Linked DNA regions of Mus musculus: regions 1, 2, 3 and 4 are each linked to region 5. Evidence: chromatin contacts called from public Hi-C and HiChIP or PLAC-seq data. All regions are on one chromosome and are shown on one strand. Each heading gives the region's core, a stretch centred on a gene start, on an enhancer-like site or on the middle of the called end of the contact. The rest is flanking DNA. Distances are from core to core; before and after follow the strand shown. Region 1 has its middle 24 kb from the start of A330102I10Rik. Region 2 overlaps 2610307P16Rik (RIKEN cDNA 2610307P16 gene). Region 3 overlaps 2610307P16Rik (RIKEN cDNA 2610307P16 gene). Region 4 holds the start of 2610307P16Rik (RIKEN cDNA 2610307P16 gene). Region 5 overlaps Cdkal1 (CDK5 regulatory subunit associated protein 1-like 1).

Region 1 (4,963 bases), core at 1,213-3,712, 750 kb after region 5:
CTGAAAGCTCGAAAGCAAAAAGAAGAAATTGCAAACAAAAGGAATAGATGACAAAAACCAATCAATAAAGTATAAACAAAAGCCAGTCAGTGGTGGCAAATGCCTTTAATCCCAGCACTTGGGAGGCAGAGCCAGGTGGCTTTCTGAGTTCAAGGCCAGCCTGGTCTACAGAGTGAGTTCCAGGACAGCAAGGGCTATACAGAGAAACTCTGTCTCAAAAAACCAAACTAGATAGATAGATAGATAGATAGATAGATAGATAGATAGATAGATAGATAAGTAGGTAGGTAGGTAGGTAGGTAGGTAGGTAGGTAGGTAGGTAGATAGGCTAAAACAACAAAGAATAATCAAGGAAATAAAGCGTTGGTTTTATGAGAAAATCAATAAGACTAACAAACCTTTATCCAAGTTCACTAAAAGGCAGAGGGAGAAGATCTAAATTAACAAAATTAGAGAAAAAAGGGAGGACATAACAACACATACCAAGGAAATCTAGAGAACATAAGGACACCCTTTAAAAACTTGACTACATCAAATTAGAAAGTCTAAAATAAACGGATAATTTTGTTAATATATACTACTTACCAACGTTAACTCCAAATCAGATAAACAACCTAAATAAACCTATTAATCCCAGTGAAATGGAATTGCTAATTAAAAGACTACCAAACAAAACAAAACAAAAAATTCAGGGTCAGATGGCTTTAGTGCAGAGTTCTACCAGATTTTCAAAGAATTAACCCTGATATTCCTCAAATTATTCCACAAAATAAAAACAGAAGGAACATTGCCCAAATATTTTTATGAGGCTATGTTTACCCTAATACCTGAACCATATAAACAGAGAGAATTACACATCAATTTCTATTATGAACATAGATAAAAATTCTCAATAAAATACGTGCGAACTGAATCCAATAGCACATCAAACATCTACCATTATCAAGTAGACTTCATTCCAGATATCAGGGATGGTTTCAATATACATGAGTCAATAAATATAATCTACCAAACAAACAGACTGCAACACAAAATCTCCATTATCATCTCATTAGATAGAGAAAAGGACTTTGTCAAAATCTAACACCCTTCATGATAAACATCCTGGAGAAACTAGGGATACAAGGGATATCCCTCAACATCATAAAGACATAATTTACAGCAAGCCTACAGCCAACCTCCGCCTAAATGGAGAGAAACTTAAGGCATTACACTAAAATTAGGAACAAGACAAGGCTATCCATTCTCTTCCAAACCTATTTAATACAGTTCTTGAAGTCTTAGCTAGAACATTGAGACAACTGAATGAAATAAGGAAAATAAAAAATAGAAAGGGATGAATATCTTCATTAAAAGGTGATATGCCAGGCTGGAGAGATGGCTCAGCGGTTAAGAGCACTGACTGCTCATCCAGAGGTCTTGAGTTCAATTCCCAGCAACCACATGGTGGCTCACAATCATCTGTAATGAGATCTGACGCCCTCTTCTGGTGTGTCTGAAGACAGGTACATTGTACGCATATTAATTACATAAATAAATCTTTACGGGGAGGAGGAGGGGGAGGAGGAGGAGGAGGAGGAGGAGGAGGAGGAGGGGGAGGAGGGGGAGGAGGGGGAGGAGGGGGAGGAGGGGGAGGAGGGGGAGGAGGGGGAGGAGGGGGAGGAGGGGGAGGAGGGGGAGGAGGGGGAGGAAGAGGAGGAGCTGAAGGAAGAAAAGCTTGAGCAGAAAAGAGCAAAGACTGAATGAACTCTGTGACATGTGACAGGAGTCACTTTGCTGCTCTTTGTGTAGTAGACCATATGAAGGATACCTCACGTCCTGTACAGGGGGCAGACGCACCGCTGACCCTTTCTCTCAGGAGATGGTGTGCAGTCGGTAAGTATAGTTAGGAAAACTGGGAGCAATGTTGGAAGAGTCTTCCCACAGTACCAATAAAGACGCTGGAGCTCAGGGGCCTCGTCCCACTCAAGCGTCCAGTAAGTCCCAGAACTGGGCTCGCACTCACTGCGCCTGACCCCGGATTTCATTGATCACCTTCGCAATCTTCTTCGCCACAGATTAAAAAAAAAAAAAATGTTGTTCTTTGTTTTTTCAGATGGGGAAATTTTCAAATGATTGTGCTTTGCCTCTGAGTCTCCTGCTCACAGTCACAGGGAGCTGGGGGGGGGGGGGGGGGATGCACAAAAAGGCACTTAAAAGCTTCTGCAATGGTCACAGTGCTAAAACAAACACAGACTGATAAGGGTCCCAAGTTCCCCATTGGATCTTCGAGTGGGTCTCTTCAGTGTGCCCTTGACGCCAGGATCCTGGTATGCATGGATTTTCTGGGACTCTTTCCACACAGCAAACAGTTAGTAAAATGTTCTTACTGCTCTAGCTTGGGACAGTACTAGCATAAACATTTCCTTAGTATTTAATGACTCCACCTCCCTCCAACTGCTGCAGCTGCAGTAAGGCAGGCGACGCAAGCAGAGATTAGATACAGGATATGCACCTGGCTGGCCATAAATGCTTCTTAGTTGTTGGTAAAGGTTAACAGGCCCAGTTCTCTTTTCTCCTCAGACCCAGAATGCGGGGACATGAAAGGGAGCTGTAATTATTTATAAACAATAAAAACTTCTGTGTGAAGCTTGCAATGAATGGATGGGTTTATCTGCCCACTTCAAGTGAAGTAGACAGCTTTTGCTGTTTGTTGTGAATAGAAATGCCCCCATTTCCTCCTCCTCCTCCCTCTTCCTACATTTCCCCTTCCTTCCCCTCCTCCTGTCCCTCCTCCTTCAAGTGGTCCTGAACTATATGTGGTTAGACTCTGTTTTTTTCTCCATCAGAGTGCCTGGGAAATCTGTGCTGGGTATGATTCTTTCTGCCCTGGGTAGATTCTCGTCGTGAGGATCTGAACAGGTCTTCCTTTGGTTCTTTCTGACCCATCTGCTCCTAGCTGGCCTCTGTTCGTATCACTCTGGTTTCCCCGACCCAGCAACCACCCTGAAGTAAAAGAAGTATCTTTCAGCATGGTTGATGGGACAGAGCTGGCCGGGTTGCACTGAGTCCTTTCCTGAGTCTGCGACTCCTGACTGTTGGGACTCTCCATTCTGACCAGCGCAGCTGTCTACCATCTTCTAAACTCCAGTGTGGTCCTTTTGAGAATGCTTTCATTTTCTAAAGCTGCTCAAAGACTCCACCTTGGCAGATCGAGCAACCGTGCACTCTTACCCACACCCCTGCAAGCACCCCTACTAACACACTACACTCCTGTGACCAGTACATACAAGCACAAGCTCTTCTTAAAAATCTCTCTGATTCTGTAGAGTTCAGAGCACACCGGAACTTCAGATTGAAACCTGTCCTGTTGCTATCAGTTCTCTCTCGGTTTCTGGTAAGTTTTCCATCTCTCAAGTATGAGAGTCCACTATTTTACATGATAACATTTCTCTCTGAATTGGGAATACCGAAAGCTACCATGAAAACAGATGTTGTCTATCACTGTAGTGACGGCTACAGCAAAAAGAAGCACACACAGTGTACGCATTGGGCTACAGGGAAATGAAAGCACATAGAATTGTTCTATATTAGTTATTCTCTCTTGAAACTCAATATAAACTCCAGGGCTCCTAAAATTACACGAAGGAGTAACTTTCCAGAAGTTTAAAGCTCAATGAGACAGCGGTTACTGTAGAAGGTATTTATTTGTTTACTTATTTATTTATTTTAAAGATTGATTTTGCTAGGCAATGGTGGCATACACCTTTAATCCGAGCAGGCAGAGGCAGATGAATATTTGAGTTCAGCTCCAGCCTGGTTTACAGAGTGAGTTCCTGGACAGTCAGGTATGCACAGAGAAATTTTGTCTCAGAAACAAAAGCAAAAACAAAAACTTAAAGATTGATCTCATTTTTAATATGGGGGGGGGGAGGGAATGTGAATGCTTGGATCTCCCTGTTACTGGCGTTTCAGAAGGCCGAGAGGCACTCTGTAGTGTTGGAAGCCAATCCCAGGTGTTCTGTATGAGCAACAAGTGCTCTTAAGCACTGCGCCACCTCCCCAGCCTCCTGTAGAAGGTCGTTAAAGGGGTGACATCTGTTCAATTCATCTTGTAAAACTGGTAAACCCATAAGTCCCTTGGAAGGAAAGAGGAGGAAGCTAGGAAGCTACCTTTGGAGTTAAGCCTTGATAGTATATCCAGCATATGGACACTTTGTTGTTATTAATTTATTTATTTATTTATTGGTTTTTTGAGACAGGGTTTCTCTGTATAGCCCTGGCTGTCCTGGAACTCACTTTGTAGACCAGGCTGGCCTCGAACTCAGAAATCCGCCTGCCTCTGCCTCCCGAGTGCTAGGATTAAAGGCGTGCACCACCACACCCGGCTGTTATTAAATTTTATGTGTATGGGTGTTTTGCCTGCATGTCTATCTATGCACCACACATAGGCACTCCTGATGTCCTCAGAGACCAGAAGAGAGCACAGGATCCCCTGGGACTAGAGTTACAGATGCCCATGACTTGACACCAGCACGTTGGGAACCAAACCTCAGTCCTCTGGAAGACTAGCTAATGTTCTTAACTGCTGAGCCATCTCTCCAGCCCCTGGACACTTTTATTTTATTATTATTTTTTAATGGAACATTGTAATTAGATAAAATGTCTAACCAGCTCAGTTTTCTTCCTTCTTACAGTGCGTAACACTTCGTCAGCATAATGACTGCATTAGCAGTCATGAGCCACTCTTGAAAAATCCCTATTTAGTAAAACCACATTAAGAGAAATACAGAGTGTATGATGAGCACCCTGATTTAATTTTTACACAGGATTAACATATTGAGCTATCGTAGCTAATTCTAAAGCCGTGTTCTCTCTATTCAGACCTGTAAAATAATCCTCAGGTAATTGGCTGTGCTTTATACGATGCTTCTGGCTTCACTTCCTCTTTGATTTGGGCAAGCAATGGGTCCTAAATGATTCT
Region 2 (4,626 bases), core at 676-3,175, 940 kb after region 5:
ATTTTCAATGTAACTGTGTTCTACAGTTCTCTTTATTATTTTTTGTTGCGGAAAGTAATTTATTTCTTTTGCTTTCAAAGATAGCTTCCATTTGTGCGGGCGGGCGGGTGTTCTAGATTTAGTACAATGCAGGGATATAAGACACATTTTCAAAGTGCTAGGATCCTGAGCCTATCTAGTGAGATGTATTTCCTGAGAAGGAACGTGTTGCCACAAAGACTAGGCTTTGTTCTTTTGTACAACTTTGCACATGTACCCGAGCTTTAAAAATTGCCTTTGTGTTACCCAAATAAGACGATGAGTGCCCCACCCCCACCCCTTTTCAGAAAGGAAAAAATGTGTTGCAAATAGATCTCAGCTGATTTCTTTGATCATAAGTTTCATATTATGGGCCTTTAATTTTTTTTTTTTAACAAGCTGAATGTTTTTACTAAACACTATGAAAATACAATTATAAGCTACTACGTCAATTAGGAATTAGTGGTTCTTAGAACAGTGGATTATTCCATAGCTCTGTGAGCATACTCAGTCTGCATGCTAAAATTAATTTAAATATAATTAAGGACAGAAGTAGAGATCTTAACCATTTCCCTGCCAGCTTTTGACACCATCAGCTGTGGTTGAATTTAATGGGATCAGGCATTAGAGTCATTTAACAAAAGTTCTGTTTTTTGTAAAGGGAATTTTAGTAGTACACATATTAACAAGTAAGGTGCTCTGGTCAAGAGTTGCACAAACACTGTAATTTTCTTCTAGGTAAGCATCTCAATTCATTTGTCCCATCATTTCAAATCTCAGGAAGAAAGCCACCAGCCCACACTAAAACTAAAATAAGCAACTTGATGAGCAGATATCCAGTATTCTTATAAAGGACCCCAGCCTTTGCAGTCTCAAGTGTGTGACGGATATAGGATGTAACTTAGGATCGTGGTCTATATAGGAAACTGTGGCCCTGTGCTTACCCAACCACCAGCCACATGCCACCCATTAAACACAGAATAACAGTTAATACTGAGAATAGTCAGTGCAGCTCTAAGGACAGGAAAAAACAGCCCAGATACACAGATTGGGAAGAACAATTTTGTAATTACATGAGACATTCCTGTCTGCATATTTTATACGTAAGAGAGCTTCTTTATGATTAATTTGTAGCTTTATGAAAATACGACATCTCTGACAAAAGTATGTATACAATTATTATATACAATTAATCAAATTAAAAAATTATTTTGTGGCACTAAGCCATGAACCCAGAATTTGTATCTGCTAAGCAGGCTCTCTACCACTTAACTATCAGCCCCTGTTTCTTTATTATCTAGGTCAGGGTCTGGTGGATTTGTGACCATACCCAAAGAAAAGGATCTAAGGGGACAGATCCTGCAAAGCGGGTTCCCAGAGCTCAGGAGCCCCTCATTTTTATGATACAGACATGTTTTATGATACGCCACACGTGTCTTCATGCGTGCATAACACCTCTGTATTCACATTCCATGTACACTGTACCTCGGAGTGCAGCTGCTGACCTCTAGGATCTTGCCCAGGTTTCCTTACATGTTGATTTCATACATTTTTGGATGTATGTAAAATTCTACTATCCTCTGTGAAGAATTCTTTGTCTTCCCAGGGTTTGCTGACCAGGTCTCCTTTTGTGCCCCTTTCTTCCTCTGTGTGTCTTATTTCTTCCTCTAGCCCCTGCTCTCGGTGCTGTGCCCACTCAAACACAGACTTTCTGCAATCTGGATAAAAGAGTCGAAATCACACAACAGATTATGGGTGTGGAGATTTTACCCACATTTGTCAAGAGTGAAAATCCCAGGACTAAGAATAATTTTAAATGGCAGAGTAAACATCCCGCTATTCTTGGCTAGCAGGGCTATTTTTCATCCCCAGACGTGGCTTTGCAAATTGCCTGCTCTTTTTCTCTCTCATCCCAACCCCCTTTGTTCTCAAATTTTCATACCATTATAAGAGGCTGGCCCATAAAGGTTGTCTTCCTTCTCTCTTGCCTCCCCTTGCCCTCAAACAGCTCATAGAGAGATTTTCCTAAATGAAGACCACCTCAGTCCCCAAGAGACATTCTGAGACCAGGTTGAATAATACGTATTTTTCCCACAATAAATAAACTACTCATGCAGAATACTCCAATTTTAGGCCTGTTAGTTGTCTTTCTGTCTCTTGGATTGTATCTGGGTTTCTTTCTTCCTTCCTTTCTTTCTTTCTTTCTTTCTTTCTTTCTTTCTTTCTTTCTTTCTTTCTGGTTTTATATTACAGCAGGCTTTGATTATTTTGCCCATCTGTTACTGGGGGAGGGGTGGCACTTCTGTGCACGGGCCCAGCTGCAGAGTAGAAGACTCACTCACTCCGGTATTCTGGTTACTTCTCATGTGTTTCCACCTTGTGGCATGTATAAAATGTTTGTGAGGAACACATTCATGGGTGAACAGAGAGGCTTGCATGTGGCCAAGGGTGGTTGTCATGTGGGTGGGGGTGGGAGGTTGCTGTTGCTGTGCCCTGAGCTCTGTGGTCAGGGGTGATTGTCATGGGGGGTGGTGGGGGTGGGAGGTGGCTATTGCTGTGCCCTGAGCTCTTGACCATCAATGCAGGACTGAGAGTATCTTTACTGAAGCTCACCTAGAAGAAACCCCTCACTGCTGCATTCTGGGATACTCTGAAACACAACAGCTTTACATAAGCAAAGGGAAACCAAACTCTGTGCACGTGAGCCTAGGCCATAGTAACCTCTAACTATGGAACTCTGAGATGTGTAGACCAAAATCTTATCCTACATATTTTCATTGCTGGGTCATATTTGATTAAGTGTTATTTCTGAACATACTAAGTGCAACATGAGGCGACTCTTTCGTATTTATTGCTTTCCCCACATTCAAGTCAATTTTCTCCTTTTAATTAGCGGAATTGCTTAAGAAGCCTTTGGAACCTCCGAAGGAAAATCACCTTAGCACACGGTTGGCTGGTTCCAAAGCTCGCTTTCAAATGCCATGGCTCGTGATCATTGGTTTCGCTCACTCATTCATTCAAGAAGCTTTGGCTGATTGCCTGGTGTATGGTAAGGAGAGAAAAGCAGGAGGCAAGACAACCTTGTTCCTTCGAAGAACAAGGGGGCCACAGGCAAATTAGGAGAGCATTCTCGAGTATCGAAAGCATTCAAGGTATGGATAAAGGCTATGAGGACAGCTCAGATAATAAAGTACTTACTGTGGAGTGGAAATGCCTGAGTTCAGTCACTACAACTTCCATAAGTATGCTAGACATGGTGGTACACGCTTGTAATCTGCAGTGCTGGGGCAGTAGAGCTAGCCTTGCCTAATTGGTAATCTCTAGGTGAGTGGGTCCTACCTCAGTGTGGCCTTTCTGAAGATAACCTCTACATACATGTACACATGAACCCCCCCCATACATACCCAAACTCTTGAGTGTGCACACATGTATGTGCATACACACACACACAGGGGTTGACAAGAGTACAGGTGAACGAATTTATATTGGCATGACAGAATGATAACTAGCAGTAAGAATTCCTCAGTCAGAGTGTGCAGGATGAAGGATCCTATCAGGGAATAAAATATAATTTAAGGTGATCCACAAAAGATGAGCAAGATTCACAATAGCTAGAGTAGGTGCTAATTAATCAAGCAGAGTTTACATCAGAGAGGCCTTGGTTTACAAGAAAATCCTTGGGGCTGGAGAGAGATGTCTCGGCTGCTAACACAGCTAGAAAAACTTTTGCTGCTCTAGAAAAAGGATTCGGTTCCCAGCACCCACAGCAGGTGGCTTATAATCTAGAGTATACCGCGCCCTCTTGGAACTCTATGGATATCCCCAGCCATGTGTACCTTCATGTGTCCCTCCAACTCCCCCCTCCCAAAACCTTTGCTGAACATTGTGGAGCATGTCCCAGCACTCAGGAGGTAGAGCAGGTGGATCTCTTGAGTTTGAGGCCAGTCTGGTCTACATAGTGAGCTCCAGGACAGCCAGGTCTGTCGAGAACCCTGTTTCAAAGCAACCAATCAACCAAAACATTTAAAATAAAATATCCCTGGGTGTGGTGGTGCATGCTTTTTTTTTATCCCACATTTGGGGGTGGGGGGAAGGTAGAGGCTGCTGTATGCAGAATTACAGGCCAACCAGGGCTGCATGCTGAAACCCTATCTCCAAATAAATTAATAAATAGATAAATAAATAAATTAATAAATACCTTCAAAGGCGTGAAATAGTAAGAACTACATTAGGGGTGTGTGTGTGTGTGTGTGTGTGTGTGTGTGTGTGTGTGTGTGTGTGTGAAAATAGATCAGGAGCCCAGTGTAAAGTGATTCAGCATAATTTATTCATCAAATATTGGCACAGGAGCCTGTTGTAGCTGTTCAGATGGGCAGTTATTGTTCTGATAACGAAGAACAAGTGTCTCAGAATTGTTGCCCAGAAAGAGAGCAAAACCAATAGCATATGCAGAATGTAAACATTTGTTTACATTGTACTTAGCCAGTGCCTTTGCTGAAGAGAAACGCAGCTGCAGCTTCCAGGACAACCTGTAAAAAAGAGTACTGCAGGTCTGATGGGTGACAAGAGAAATAGTTTCCCGTTTTCCTCCTAACCCTAACTCAGAGG
Region 3 (4,999 bases), core at 2,213-4,712, 980 kb after region 5:
ACCAGTATTAGTCACTGATAGGCTGGCTGAGATGTTTCTACCTGTCACTAGTGATGACTGATGGAGATTCTTTAGGTAGAAGATACCGCCAGGTCCTTGGGATTCTGTCTTATCTGGAGTTTTGCTCCTTAGTTTCCAATTCCAATTATGAGTAACTCCCTGTCTTGCTAGTAGTAGCCATAATCACATTACAGCAGACTTAAAACTTGTCATTTCTCAGCTCAATTTTTTTTAAATAGGGTAAACATTTTTATTGAATGTAAGATTGCTTTCCTTTATTAGGTTTTAAATGCTTTAACAAGGTTGCTTTTGTGCAGTAAGTACTGGACAGTCATGGAAGGCAGAGCCTGGCAAAATACTCTACTCATCTCACACTCTAGAAAGAAAAAGGGGAGGAGGAAGCTGGGACCCCATAATTCCCTTTGGGTGCATGTTTGCTAGTGACATATGGGACAACTCATAGGGCTCCTTTTCCCAAGGGCCCAGAGAACCTTCTAGTGGTGGCATTCTAGAGAGTAAGTGCCTAACACTTGGGCTAAACCTTAGCAATAACCATTGTTGGAAAATTCAAATGTGTGGCAGCTAAGTAATTCTAAGGCCATCCAAAGACCCAGAGATACTGTTAGAGTTGTTTGTTTGCTTGTTTGGGGTTGAGATACATAGCTTCCTCCCCGTTTCTATTTATTCTCTCTCTCTCTCTCTTGCTGACTGTGCATCCCAAGAACTTGATATACTCCTCCTGCCTCTTCCTTTCCAGTGTTGGGATTACAGGCATGCACCCCCGTGCCTGGCTATCAGCTTTAGATTCTAGTTCATTTGTGAGCAAACACTTCATATTAAGTTCACAAATGTGATTTCCTGGCTGTAAATAATTCTGTATACACTAGTGATGGGAATCAGTAAGCAGGTCCAGGATAGTGACCTTGGAGGGACTGGGAAGAACTCAGGTAGCTGGCCATCCAAGACTGTTACTGTAAATCTACTTCCTGTTTCCCACACCTTGACTAACTTCTGCCATCAAAAGGAAAGTAGAGGTTAATTAGCCTCTGTACTGGAATGGTCCATTTTACGGATTCATTGGCTCAGCTCTTGAAGCCTCGGCCTAGACCTCAGAGTAGAAGGCTGGAGTCTGAATAGGTCTTCTATTTAAATTCTTGTTTGTCCTACCCTCCTTTTGTGCTTCATTGGTCCTAGGAATGAAGAAGGGAGATAAGAGGTTGAAAATCAGATTCTTCATTTAGAGCGCAGCAGTACTTTGGAATTCTGAGTTGTCATTATTGGGTCTTAACTTCTTTTAGCTTGAGAAAAGACAGTGTTTCTGAGTGTTATACACGGTGGGGGTGGGGGTGCAGTGGGACCTGAGTTGTATGTAGCAAGGGTATGCATCATCTATTTGAGACTATATTTTTTGAGAAATACCATTTTTGATGCCAACAATTGTGATTGATATATTAGGCCAAATCATAAAAGACTGCCTATCTTTTGGTGTTTCATGCCTTTTGAAACAGTTCAGCCTTTTTTGTTTGACTTAAATGGAAGTCAGTGAGTTAGGCTATATGAGATCTCTATTTCTCTATTTGGAAATACAGGGTGACCTAGGGTTGGTTATGTGCCAACTCATGTAGTGTGTGTGTGTGTGTGTGGTGAGGGGGGGAAGAGAGGGGAGGGGGAGGGAGAGGCGGGGAGTAGGTGATTATATTCATGTGCCTGGGGTCAAAGGTCAAAGTAATGTTTTTGTTAGTTGCTTCCCACCTTTTCTTTTTTGAGACAGGATTTTTCTTGGGAGCCCAAACTCACCAGTTGAGCCAGGCTAGCTGGCTAGGGAGCCCTGGGGCCCTCCCACCTTCCTTTCCCCAGCTCTTGGATTTCTGGAGCACACAGCTGTGCCTGTCTTTCATGTGGGTGTTGGAGATCAGACTGAGGACATCATATTTGCCCTTGCTCAGTAAGGACTTTATGGACGGAGCCATCTCCTCGAGCCTGATTTTTTTTTTTAATTTATATTTCAATCATTAACAGAACTATGACATAATCATTTTCATTCTTTGGTTACTGTTGAGTCATTTATGAAAGATCTGAGACTTTTTAAAAGAAAGATTGATTTTCTTGCACAGTCACTGTGTATAAACTTCTATGCTTATACCAGACCCTTTCACACCAAGGGTTTGTTGCTTATTGATTCGCGCATATTAAAACCAGGATATGAAAGAGTCAGTTTACCAGTATGAACTAGAAAACCCTAAAGAACTTTAAAAAGAAAGAAGGAATGAAAAAGCCATCTGGGGCCTGAGCAGCAATTTGGGGTTTACTGATGCTCTGGTTGGCAGGCTGTCTGGGCAGCTGGATCTAGGTTGCACCCTGAGTATTTTCTCTTTCCATTTGGACAGGCATGGAGGTGTTGAGTCCGTAATCTGGACCTTGTGAGAGCCAAGTCCGTGTTATGGAGTAGTTCTGTTTTGCACACGGTTGTCCTAATTTCCCCTCTTCTTTACTTGCCCACTAGAAGGGAAAAAAGTAATCAGAGGTGTTGCTGGGTGGAGCCCTCCTTTGATTGCAATGCCCCAGGGGTTTCTAAGTTAACAAATTAAAGCTTTAGGGCTGACTGAGCCGCTTGCTTGGTCTTGGTGGGCGCAGCAGCTTTTCCGTGCCTTCTCATGTTCCTGCCCTCCCTTCCCACTCCAGAAAAGAAACTGAACTCAGAGGCTTTGCCTGAGGAAAGGCTGGCTTGAGGAGCCGAGGGACTGATGACCACAGCTGCAGAGAGGGAAGGCCAGCATATTCTTGGAAGGTGTGGGATGAGAAACGCACTCCCTTCCCTTCCCTGCTTTTGCAGTCATGCCTGGTGTGCCTCAGAGCTAGGATACACGGGCGGGGGAGGGTGGAGCGTGGGGAGGGCTAAGATTAGGGAGAGAGGAGGTGAAACTCTCCTGGGAGTTGGAGACCAGAAATAAACATCCAAAGGAGCTGGGACAAACCCTCTGGCTGCCCTCCTGAGGTTCAGGGGTGGATCAGGAGGGTCCGAGCCAGGGAGGCAGTAGCCTGAGTCTTGGAGGAGGAAGATCTCGCTGGCTGCCTCCTCCTCCTCTCTGCTGGGGTCCCTGAAGCCAGTGCAGGAAGTGGGCGGGATTCTGCTAGAGTTTATTGAAAAAACAGCTGCCTGGCTCCATTTCCCTCCCCCACAACGGCCCATCCTCGCTGTGGCTCAGGATAGAACTATGCTGTAAACTTTGGCATGAATCAAGCATGCTGATACTCTCTCAAACAGCAACTTTTTCTTTCTCTCCCCCCTCCCGCTTTTTTTTTTTTGGCACAGAGTCATTCGTTTGAGGCTGGGGGAGAGGAACAGAAAGACTAAATAAAATGTGGTACAGTGGTTCTAGAAATGATTTGATCTGGTCCAGTAAAGGTCCAGAGTTCACCGACTGGACCTGAAGGACCCAAGTGAGAATAAGGTCAGGAGCCAGTTTTTGAAAGTGGTGAGCAGACGTCAGGACTTGAAGGCCTGCTTGCTCTTTTTCTGTTACTGTCATAACGTCTTGGACAGAATCTACCCTAGGAAAACACTGTCAGTGCCTGTAAGTTTGTGACTTCGTTTTTTTGACCAAGAATTGCTTAGGAGGTTGAAGGGGACAGGAAATAGCTAGGAGCCAGGGTACCACTGGGCAGAAGTATATATGTGTGTGTGTGTGTGTGTGTGTGTGTGTGTGTGTGTGTGTGTATGTGCGTGTGTTGATTAGGACCCGCAGATGGCAAGCAGCAGCTGTTTTATGGTGTGAATTGTTTGCTCAGAAGATTTTCAGAAGCTAATTCTCCGTGGAGGTTGGTTTGCCAAGTGACTTGTTTCCTTTTTTCTTGTTTCCCGACCTATTTTCCTCTTTGTGTGTGTGTGTGTGTGTGTGTGTGTACCCTAGCTGACCTTGAGGCTCTAAGAGTTGCTTAAAACCTGAGACTGTTAAGTTCTGAGAGGGTTGCTTGCACCAGGAGGCTCCTGGCTCAGGTTTACTTCAGACCTGAAGGTGAGGGCGGATGCAAAGGAGAAGGCTGCAGAGGGAAGGGCTTCCCCTGTCTTGTCTGAGATCCGAAAGGCTGTGCCTGGCCCCCCTCTGCTCTGGCTTTACTGTGAACTCTTGCTCTTGCGTTGACCCTTTCCCTTGGCCTTCTATTAAACCTGACCTGTGTCTCTTCCTCCACTTAACGTGAGAGAATATTTTTTTTTTCAGGGACATTTATGAGTAGTGAGTTAAGATGTCTCTAAAATTCACTAGTGGTAGAGGCCTTAGGGCATGGTTAACCAGTTCTGTTATCCCCCTTCAATATTTTCTTTCTGTTAATACCCCATGTGTGGCTTGTATTTGCTTGAACAACTCGAGAAAGCATCCTCAGCTGTATTGTAGGAAGCAAAGTAACTCTCACGCTCTTGCATGAAAGCATGACACAGAGTCTGGGGCCCTGGGATGGTAGAACTTAAAAGGCCAATTAATAACATTTATTTGTTTTTGTTTTTGGAGAACCCAGGGCCTTGTGTATGCTAAACACAGGCTCTTCCAACTCTGGTCTACATTACTTATTAGTAATAGAGGTTACTTATTATTGTTATTGTTTTGTGTGTGTGGTATATGGTGTGTATGCATGTGTATGGGGTCATGTGTATGCGAGTGTACATACAGGCCAGAGACTGGTTATTATTGGTGTCTTCTTTAATTATTATTACTTTTTAGATTTAATATTCATTTTTATTTATTTTATATTATGTATAGATGTGTATGCATGAGCATGAGTTTGTATTCTTAAGTGCAGTGCTCACAGAGGCCAGAGATGTCAGATTCCCTGGAGTGGTCGTTAGGCACTTATGAACTACCAGACATAGGTGCTGGGAACAAAACTCAGTCTCTGCAGGCACATTGCGTGCTCTTAGCCCCAGGGCAGTCTCTTTACTCTGCAGTCCCCTCCACTTTATTTTTGAGGTAGTGGTTCCACTGAACATGGGACAGTGAACTGG
Region 4 (4,698 bases), core at 160-2,659, 850 kb after region 5:
CAGAACGGAAGCCCTCTCACAGAGTCTTTGTTCTCCCCTAGGGGAGAGACTTGGCAAGCACTGGAAGGGTGCTTGTTATGATCCACACCCATGACATTCCAGACCCAGCAAGGTTCCCTTCCTACCCCCTCTTCGCATCTTTAATCCTAGCCAGGAATACAGCTCCCTATGCCCCCTTTCACCCCATCTCTTTACCCTCACATTTAACAACTCATTGGGTCTTCCCTGTCTAGATTTGGAGAAAGAGTATATAAGGTGCGTGGACACCAGCAGGAGGTTGAATATTTGCTTTGGAATGTTTGAGTGTTTTTTTTTAAACCCCCTTTGCCCTGAAGACTGAATATAAAAGGCTGCGTGTCCCTCTACCTTCTCCCACCTTCCTGCTTTTCTTCTATTCTGGTGAGATCTAGAAAGGAAATTGGTGCAGCTTTGAGTTCCTGGGGTGGGGGGAAACCATGTTGGGATGAGAGCTGAATGCTGCGGTGTAAAGTGGGGACCCCAGTTCTGGAACTGATGGATGATTTTCAGAAGGCTCTAAGAAAGACTGAGAGACTCCCAGACAAGGAAGACACCTGGCTTGCCCAGGACCAGAAGGTGGGGGAGGGAAGAGGATGGGGAGTTAGAAGTGAAGGAGGAAGACCCTGTAGCTGTGAAAGGAAGGGAACTAGGAAGGAACAGTAGGTTTGGGAAGGAGCCATGTTAACCTGAGAGTCTTGTTAATATAGTTGGAGATAAGAGGAAGTTCTCTGAGGTTTGAGCCGGTGGTCTCTGTTCAGGCCCCCCCCCACCCCCCATGAGTGGCATAGTACCAGCAGCAACAGGTAACCTACAAGGGCAAGGTGTAGGTCCCTGTGGGATACTTAGTGGCCTCTGCCATGCAGATTTGAGGGTTTTCCCCTAGGGTCCTGTGTGGGCACTGATGAGGGAGGGAGAAGAGACTTTTCCATCACTTAGAACTTCTTTGAATTCTTCCAGGCTGTTGGTTGGAAGAGGGTACATAGGATGGAGGGTCATGGATGGAGAGGCATCTGTGAGCCCTACCTATGATTGTACCTCTTACCTTAAAGGGTTGACTGGCTCCTTCATATTACATCTCTTGGGATGCTGAGAAATGGCAGAAACTCATTGCCAAAGTGAACCGCTCCTCTCCCTGATTGGCAGGGAAAGTGCAAACAAAGAGGTGCATCTCCCGGAAACAATGAGTTTGGAGATTTCCCCGGGCGTGAGAGCGCGGACTGGAAGCTGGGTGTTCAAAGGGTGTGAGAAGGGACCAAGACCCGCATCTTCTGGGCAAAGTTTTCGGGGAGATGGAAGGAGAGAGGGTCGGGACTGAGTTGCTGGTCTTGGGGACAGAGCAGCCGGAGCTGCGCACCAAGGCTTAGAGTCGGGCGGGAGATGCGGGGAGAGGGAGGGGGCGGGGAGGGAGGGGAGGGAGAGAGGAGGAAGGGGTGAGAGGGAGAAACCTGCCGCGGCTCTCCGCCTCTTTGTCTGCTCTGGGACTTGGAACAAAAGGGGAAACTCTGATGAACTCCTTCTCCAGCTCCCTGGACGCCCGAGTATCTCTTTCTCGCAACTTTGTCAACGCGACTTTCTCCGCTGTCAGGCTGCGCAAAAGTATCCTAGCGCCTCGCAGGCTGCAACAATGGAAACAATGTCCCTTCAAAGTGCGACGAAGTGGAGGGAGAAGGTGAGTGACTTGTCCTGTTTGTCCTGCTTCCCTCAGGTCCCCCTGCTCCCAGCCCTTCCGAGGGCAAAGTCATAGATCTAGCAGCCAAGTTTGACTGTTTCTTTCTGTTTCTTGTCTTTTATTATTATTTTTTAATTGTATCTCTTTTCCCGGTTCTCCTTTTCTTTTGTTCTTTTAAACTCTCGCACAGATTGTTTTGTTTATTTTAAACGCCTTCATCTCTTGTGCTTCTTCTTTAGGGGTGGTGAGGGGCTAAGAAGAAGGGCATCCAAACTGGATACTGCCTCGCTTTTCCCCGGTTGTGTGTAGATTGGAGGAAAACGTTCTGATAAGAATGGGAATTAGATCAGGCTCACCCACACATAAGCTCTGACTTTGGTCACAAAAAAAGAAAGATGCAGAGGTGGGGGTCATTTCCTCACGCGTTTTCAAACTTCACTGTCTCTGGAGCGCTCTGGAGACACGAAGCGTGCAACAATAGAATGTAGACAGGGTTTGGGTGGTAAGGGAGTTCCAGCAAATTAATAGGAGTCCGGGAAGTTTTTGGGGGCTGGGGTCCAGTTGAGGAAGCCACAGGTTCCAGACTGTCAAGAGCTGCGCAGATGAAGCTGATGGGGCCTGGACCATTAGTTAAGAGTCCGCTCCCCTCACCTCCGTGGTTTGGTTCAGTTTAATGACCCACCCAGAATGACCTATTGCTGTCCTCGTCGGGATCCATCCTCTCTTAGGTGTTGGCGACCCCCGGGCCTATCTCAGCCAGTCTGAATAGGAAGGGAACCACGAGCCTGCCGAGCTCCCCTGACCTAGCCCTCCGCCCCGCCTTTTGTGTTTTAACCTTTTGTTTCTATCGGCCACACCCGCCCAAAAGAGCGGCGGCTTTTCGTCTCTGTTCAGCGGGGAAGCAGCGAGGTTCCCTCCAGATAGCGGTGAAGGGCGGCTTCCTAACTTTGTTTCCCAAGTCCCCTAACTTCGGAATGCTTCTGCATTGGTTCTTGCTCAGTAAGTCAATATCTTCACTTTATATGAACTATCTTTTGCTGTTTTTCTACTTCGTTCCAAAAGTTGTTTATCTCTACCAGCCACTTGCGTTCATTAAACAACAACAACAAAAAAAGATAACTTAGAGATCTAAGTTAGGGTCCAAAGGACAGAGGTTGGCTTTATCTGTCGGATGCCTTTAAATATGACTTTATCTTGATTCTGCAACACAAAACCCGGCTCATGGTCTTCAGGTATGTTTGTGGGCTCCGTCCAAATACCAAGGTAATTTATCACCTTCTCCACCCTCTTCTGTGTTTCCAAATGCTGGAGGTGTTCTTCAAGCTCCTGGAGACACTTTTTAACAAGACAAGTCAAACACAGAACTCATCCTACTGCGGGTGACTCTAGGAAGCATCCAAACAATGCATTAACTTCTGAGAGTTAGCATTCTGCAAGGTGCCAGAGCCGGGGAGCTTTGAATCTTTATGTCAAAGACTGAAAGGAATTAAGACGACAGTTATTCTTTTAGGGAGGGAGTGTATAGACTGTCCCGACAACTAACCTTAATACATTCTAATTGTATAGGTGTCATACCAGCGACTCCAAGAGTCATGTCACCCACTTAGCAGGAGTACTTCTACTGAAATGCCTTCGAATTTCTCTTACTGGATATATACCTACCAGCCGCTAGCATGAAGATGCCAGGACCGCTGCAAGTTAGCACTGGACAAAGTAGCATCAACTTCTTCATTTAGAGTTTCTTCAGTTAAATTGCTGGGATTTTCGACAAGGCTTTCCTTATGTGGATTATTGGAGTGTGATGCCCGAGAATTCTCTACTTGTAGAAGGTATGTTTCTTAGACACCCACGAGCACTTCCTTTTGGGCCTGATACTTAATGCCACTGGAGATCTGTCTCCTTGTTTTGAGTTGTTGCCCGCCTAAAGTGACTTAAGACTTTATGTTTCCTTCTTGGGGACTGTGTTTTGTAGATAGTTTCTGAAGTGGAATGATAATTTGGGAGTATCTGATGAAAGTTTATTGATTTTTTTTTACCACGTATTCATCAATATCTGCACGTATAATGAATGTTGATTTATGTAGAGTTATATATGTTTTATGTCAGTAATGAGTCCAATATGTTCAACAGGCCATACCTTATTTTATTTGTGGCTGATTTTCTCCTTAGATACCACCGTGAATATTTTATTTTAACAGAACAGGCTTGCATTATGTTGTTGTTGTCGTTATTATTATTATTATGCATCTTGACAGTTCATTTTGTTAACAAAATCCAGAAGTGACCCCCAAATACATACATTTCTAATGGTAGACTGTCAATACAAAGTGTAGTGGGTTCTCTTAGAATGGAAGCTTTGGCCTTGCCATAACCAAAGGACACGAGGGAGGATTCGATTAACCTTCATGGCAGATACCCAAGAGTTCTTATTCCCTTTTGAATACCTTACGATTAATTTCTGTTCATATCTGGGAATGCAACTAAGAATTCTCGTCATCTCAATGGGAACATAAAGAGTTGCTTTCTTACAGTGTTTCCTGCCCTTGTTGAAGCAGCTTGCTCTGAAAACTCAGTTAGGTCAAGAAAAACACAATAATTGGAAAAAACTTTTATCTCATTATAAGTAAAATAGAATGAGTTTGGGATTTGTGTAAAACTAGACTCTGGAACCCTTCCACGCTTCTTTTCTATCACCTATAAAACAAAGGTTTAAATGAACTTCTGCAGTCCTTCATCTTGAAGAGGCTCCGCCTTGTCCACTGTTCCTGCAGCTTCGATACGTTTGTTAGGAAGTTTATTTTCTAGTTGCTAAACAAGAGAGGGATGGCTTTGGAGTCTCGTTCTCATTACTGGGCTTCCCTGCTGCAGAGGATGCTTTCAGCAGAGTGTGCTAGACAGAGGTGTCAGTGTTCCCTGTGTTTCACTGAAAGTTTATCTGCTGGAGTATTTTTTCTCACACAGAGGGGACAGTGTGACTCTTAAGAAGAGTATCACCCTTCTGAAGTTACTAT
Region 5 (4,341 bases), core at 1,087-3,586:
AATTAAAATGTGCATAGCTTGCAATAGCTTTTCACTGTGCTTAGGTAAAGGGGAAAAAAAGGAAGGATGGTAATTAATAGTTGTAAATTTAAAAGTCAGCCCTCTTCCAAGTGTTAATTTTTCCTATAAGTGTTATACAAAATGGTCAAGCTCCTGAAATTGGCGAAACACTGATCCTGGTGTTTATAATTACAAGGCATGCTGGGTAGCTGGCCTCAAGTGTGAACCAATTAACTTAGGGCTGGTGCAGTACACTTTAGCAGAAGCAGATATTTAAAACAATTGGCTCTTTTCTCATTTCAAATGAGTACTTAATAGCATTTAATTTTGTTTGCTGTCACGCAGTGCATGTTTGTATAGTCATAATTTCAATTTTAAAGCCCATACAGGTTGAATAGCCCTATTTGGAAATCACACTGATCTGAAATTAGTAGTACTTTGAGTTCTAATATGACATTCAGAAGTTTTAGATCTTAGAATATTTGGGTTTCAGGTTTGCAGATTAGGGGTGCTAATCCCCGATGGAAAAGTCTATGTAATATTCCAGAAGTTAAAAAACTTGCCCACTTCAACAGTTCTGTCCCAAGCTTTTAGGATAAGGATGTGGATCAGAGTGAATTTGTCTAGCATAAGATGATAATCAGCTAAGTTTTCACAGAGGACACGTTTAGTGAAGAACCGTGCCCCCCACTGTAGTGCAGCTCCTCCTCCTGGAGCAGCTCCTTTTGGTTCTTTGGCCTGCAGTGTTATTATCTGAGGATTATTATCTGTACAAGGAGGAAGGACAGTTTAGACAGCTAGAGAAGTAATGCACCAGGACAGTACCATAGAGGAACAAGTTCATCTCAAAAAGCACTTGGATTTTACCCAGGAAAAATAGCTGTAGTAATTCAGTTGTTAGGGAAACCCAACATGTGTGGGGTATCTGAGTCTATCCCATGAGTTTTAGAGGAGTCAGGAGGTGTTCAAGTGGGAGCCTCTAGGTTTTCCTTGACTTGGCCGCATGTTTTGGTAGCACAACAGGTCTCAAATCTGTTTGGGACCAGCTTTCTGTTTCTACCTGTATTGCTAATCAAACTTTATGGGTTGATAGAAGAACTGGATCGTGGACCCAGTAGTGGCTACAGGTGAAACAGTACTGGCATCACCAAACATTTGAACCTGTCTGTGACTCTGCCAAGGGCAGCGGGTCTTACCCATAGGCCTCATCAATCATTGTATGCTTGATTGTCAGGGATGAGAAAGCTGAGGTGATGCTAGAGTCATGTTCATGATAAAGCATGGGCCAGGCACTTTAGAGTGAAGTAGGCTGAGACCGATGGGCCCTGTTGGAAAGCTCACACATTTCCTGTCAATTCCTTAATTCTGCTGCTTTGTCCAAAGATGCTCAGGCCTTTACTAGCCTTTGATAGAGGTAGATAGACCCTGGCTGTAGTGTTGTTTAGTGGGGACATGGTGAGGGAGAGAGAGAAACAGGGAGAAAATCACTTAGGGTAACTTCTTTTACTTTGCTTCAAGCTTTCCCCTCATTTTTTGATGAATTTGATATACAGCTCTAATTTGGGGGAGGTGTTTGTCCCACCAATCCCCAGTTGATGCCTGTGCTTTAAGAGAGACACAGTGAGCAATTGATGCTTGAAACCATGGTACTGAACACACACACACACACACACACACACACAGTACTCAAGTGTGTATTTCTACTATAAAGGAATCTGTGATGCAGTTTAATAAATTAAACTCAGTGAGATTACCTGGTCCTAATAACAACTGAAATGATATGCAGGTAATGAAAGTCCCTTGCAAACTCCTGGCCCAGCAATCTTTGACTTACTTTCCATTCCTAAACCTTTAGTGAAAATGCCCTTCAGATTTGAAGGACACTGGACACACCTCTCTTCTCCCTACTTCCATCTTAGGTTCGTAACATTTTACTTTTATTTATTCAAACCAAAGCGCTCACTTGGTTTGGCCTCCAGACTTTATGACCTAGGAAATGAAATACCATTGAATATGTGACTGCACTTGACTCCATCTGTGTTCATGTGTATGGTTTCTCTGTCTGTTATGCAAAGTCATAAATAATCCAGGAGCCCTGCATCTGTCCCACCTGCTGCTGTCTTTATGATTCGAAGTGGTGAGTCACATGAGTAATTGTGCTACTTGTATAAAGAACTTGGAAGACAGCTTCACTTGTGTAAGTCCTGGCTGTATGTCATAAACAAGAAAAGTTTGAGCCATCTGTTACTTAAAAAATGACACTGGTGTACCACCTGGTGTTTGACTAGGCCTCGGGATTTGTTCCAGGCACAGCACTGCTTCACTGAACAAATACTGAGGTGAGGGTGGGGTAAGGCTTGGCAGGTACCTCTGGGACTTGGGAGGGGCCCTTTTCACTGAGCTCTGAGCAGACTTATTTTTATCATTGATGTTTCCTCTTGTGGTTTGCCTGTCATTAAAGACAGTTTTGTCTTAATTTTGAAAATTGGATACCAGGGGTTACATTATACAAAACGACCGCATACAAATCGTGAAGATAATGTCATGTGCAGGATGGCTGAATTTGGAGCAGAGGATGGCCACCTGCTAGGACTTTGTTCCTTAGCAGTCTGATGAGTGGCCCTGAGTTGTGGTTGCTTCCTTGGCTATGTGGCTGTTGAGATCTGTTTTGGTTTTGCAAACCATTCATCCTGTAGCACAGAACTCTGGAGTAGTTGGCTACTGGGTATTTGACTTAAGGAAACAAATTCCCTTTAAAGTTCCTGCTCTGCAACTGAAGAGCACTTTTGCCACTGTTAACATAAGCATCTGAGGATAGCTTATTCTTATCTACAGCATTGAAAAGGGATACGTGCAGCATTTGGCAGTACGGTAACCGCTGCCATTGTGCACCTACCTATCTGCTTAGCTACTGTGGTAGCCTGTGAGGTATGTGGCCCCTCAAAGGTTTTGGAACTTGCTAGAAGTAATTAAAAAATGACTAACACTGGTGTTGGGCTGAAGGGTAGAGATGGAGATGGCTCTGTTGGACACCATAGCAAGGCTATGGCTGTTACATATGTGTTACATGTGTGTTCTGCAGTTAAGGATAAGCAAGCACTCCTCACACATGGAAGGATGATCCTAGAGTTGGCATTTCTTATCTGAAGTTTTCTGTTTGTAGAGGGGTGACCCCAGGGCCCTTTGCTTACCAGGAAAGTACTCGACTATGGAGCCCCAGCCCTAGCCCCAGCCCCAGCCCCAGCCCCAGCCCCAGCTCCAGCTCCAACCTAACAAGTGTATTTTTAAAAGAGGAGATACTCAGTAGATATATGGAATTTGAATAACAAACATGCTTTTAAAAATCTTATGGTTTTCTGCCACATCTATGAAAATGTACGTTCTAAAAGAGCTCTGGGTTAAAAATCCAACCCAGTCTCATATAGTCCCATAATGATATTATCCACTGGCCTATGATTTTAATATGTAAAATAGTATAAGGGTAACCTTTAAAATGTCTACTTACAGTTGCCTACTGTCCTGTCTCAAATGATCTAACGTACATTGTCATGGTGCTTCTCTCTCAGGCCTCACTGTTTCCTCCAAACAGCAGTTCCATGGCTGCTCACCGATGACTTCTCCTTCCTTCGGAAACTCGAAGCAGCCAGTGGCCACCTTCCCTCTCGGTTGTCAGAGCTTTTGATACTGTTGAGACTGAACATTGGACTTTTTGTTTTAATTTTTTATTTTGGAGTTTATTACTTTAAAAAGTTCCTTTTTTTCTTTTAAAAAAGTCCCCTCTCTTTCCCCAAGTCTTTGCTTATCTACGGAAGAAAAGGCTGCCTGCATCTGACATTGCTGGGAGTCAGCTACTTCATGTTCAGGAGACATTGACTGGATTTGGGTCCTCAGTGGAATATGCTGCAGAGTGAGCTGTTGTTGATCTCAGGACAGTGTTTGGCCGTTCCTGTTTAGAAAGTGTTGGCTAGAAACTTTGCTCATTTTCCCCCTGCTCTGAGATGGCTTTTTTTTTTTTTTTTTTTTTTAAAGGAAGATGTTGGGAAAAATCTCTGTATCAAGACCCTGTTAATTGACACAACATCCCATCTGTCCCTTTGCTCTGGTTCTAATGAGACAAAATGGAAACAGATGCCATTTCAACCTCTCCAGTTTAACTTTTTTTGAAAATTTAAATTAAAAATTTTATTTTATTTTGAGGATAGTGTGGGTCCCTCTATGTGTCTGATTTTGTAAATTTCTTTTCCCTGTTACCTTCCTGTACTCTTGGCCTGGTCTCTGTGATTCTTTCTCTTTTAGCCATCCCCCACCCCCAAGTTTTTTCTCCGTGGCTTTTCCCAGTGG

The links. Hi-C and Micro-C count contacts between places; a contact is called where the count stands out from the background. HiChIP or PLAC-seq counts read pairs in DNA pulled down with a chosen protein or histone mark.
Region 1: an H3K27ac HiChIP or PLAC-seq map of large pre-B cells shows a contact between it and region 5, with 2.6 times the contacts expected there. The contact joins two enhancer-like sites. A contact is called at or near these places in 2 of 39 promoter capture datasets (maxillary cranial neural crest and pre-B cells) and 1 of 115 datasets of contacts at active chromatin or transcription factors (large pre-B cells).
Region 2: an H3K27ac HiChIP or PLAC-seq map of large pre-B cells shows a contact between it and region 5, with 3 times the contacts expected there. The contact joins two enhancer-like sites.
Region 3: a contact with region 5 is called in a Hi-C map of pre-B cells, with 2.6 times the contacts expected there. The contact joins two enhancer-like sites. A contact is called at or near these places in 1 of 15 datasets of contacts at CTCF or cohesin (large pre-B cells), 1 of 484 Hi-C or Micro-C datasets (pre-B cells) and 2 of 115 datasets of contacts at active chromatin or transcription factors (T-cell acute lymphoblastic leukemia and large pre-B cells).
Region 4: a contact with region 5 is called in a Hi-C map of pre-B cells, with 2.2 times the contacts expected there. The contact joins the promoter of 2610307P16Rik here to the enhancer-like site in region 5. A contact is called at or near these places in 1 of 39 promoter capture datasets (cranial neural crest), 1 of 484 Hi-C or Micro-C datasets (pre-B cells) and 1 of 115 datasets of contacts at active chromatin or transcription factors (large pre-B cells).

Annotation. Positions count from the first base shown.
Region 1 is chr13:28,989,875-28,994,837 of GRCm38.p6, reverse strand. No RefSeq gene overlaps it. Among named protein-coding and RNA genes, the nearest start is that of A330102I10Rik, 24 kb to the left of the region's middle. Within about 2 kb of position 2,462, at least 38 of the 459 cell types and tissues checked have an H3K27ac peak or open chromatin away from gene starts, as enhancers often do. A contact at or near this core is called in pre-B cells, where this site is marked.
Region 2 is chr13:28,791,065-28,795,690 of GRCm38.p6, reverse strand. The region is part of intron 2 of 2610307P16Rik (RIKEN cDNA 2610307P16 gene); the gene reads left to right. Among named protein-coding and RNA genes, the nearest start is that of Mir6368, 83 kb to the right of the region's middle. Within about 2 kb of position 1,925, at least 30 of the 459 cell types and tissues checked have an H3K27ac peak or open chromatin away from gene starts, as enhancers often do.
Region 3 is chr13:28,756,099-28,761,097 of GRCm38.p6, reverse strand. All of the region lies in intron 3 of 2610307P16Rik (RIKEN cDNA 2610307P16 gene), which reads left to right. Among named protein-coding and RNA genes, the nearest start is that of Mir6368, 48 kb to the right of the region's middle. Within about 2 kb of position 3,462, at least 286 of the 459 cell types and tissues checked have an H3K27ac peak or open chromatin away from gene starts, as enhancers often do. A contact at or near this core is called in pre-B cells, where this site is marked.
Region 4 is chr13:28,882,133-28,886,830 of GRCm38.p6, reverse strand. It overlaps 2610307P16Rik (RIKEN cDNA 2610307P16 gene), which reads left to right and starts at 1,409. Exons shown (of 8, transcript NR_045054.1): 1 at 1,409-1,687; 2 at 3,254-3,516.
Region 5 is chr13:29,736,141-29,740,481 of GRCm38.p6, reverse strand. All of the region lies in intron 5 of Cdkal1 (CDK5 regulatory subunit associated protein 1-like 1), which reads left to right. Among named protein-coding and RNA genes, the nearest start is that of Cdkal1, 120 kb to the left of the region's middle. Within about 2 kb of position 2,336, at least 46 of the 459 cell types and tissues checked have an H3K27ac peak or open chromatin away from gene starts, as enhancers often do. A contact at or near this core is called in pre-B cells, where this site is marked.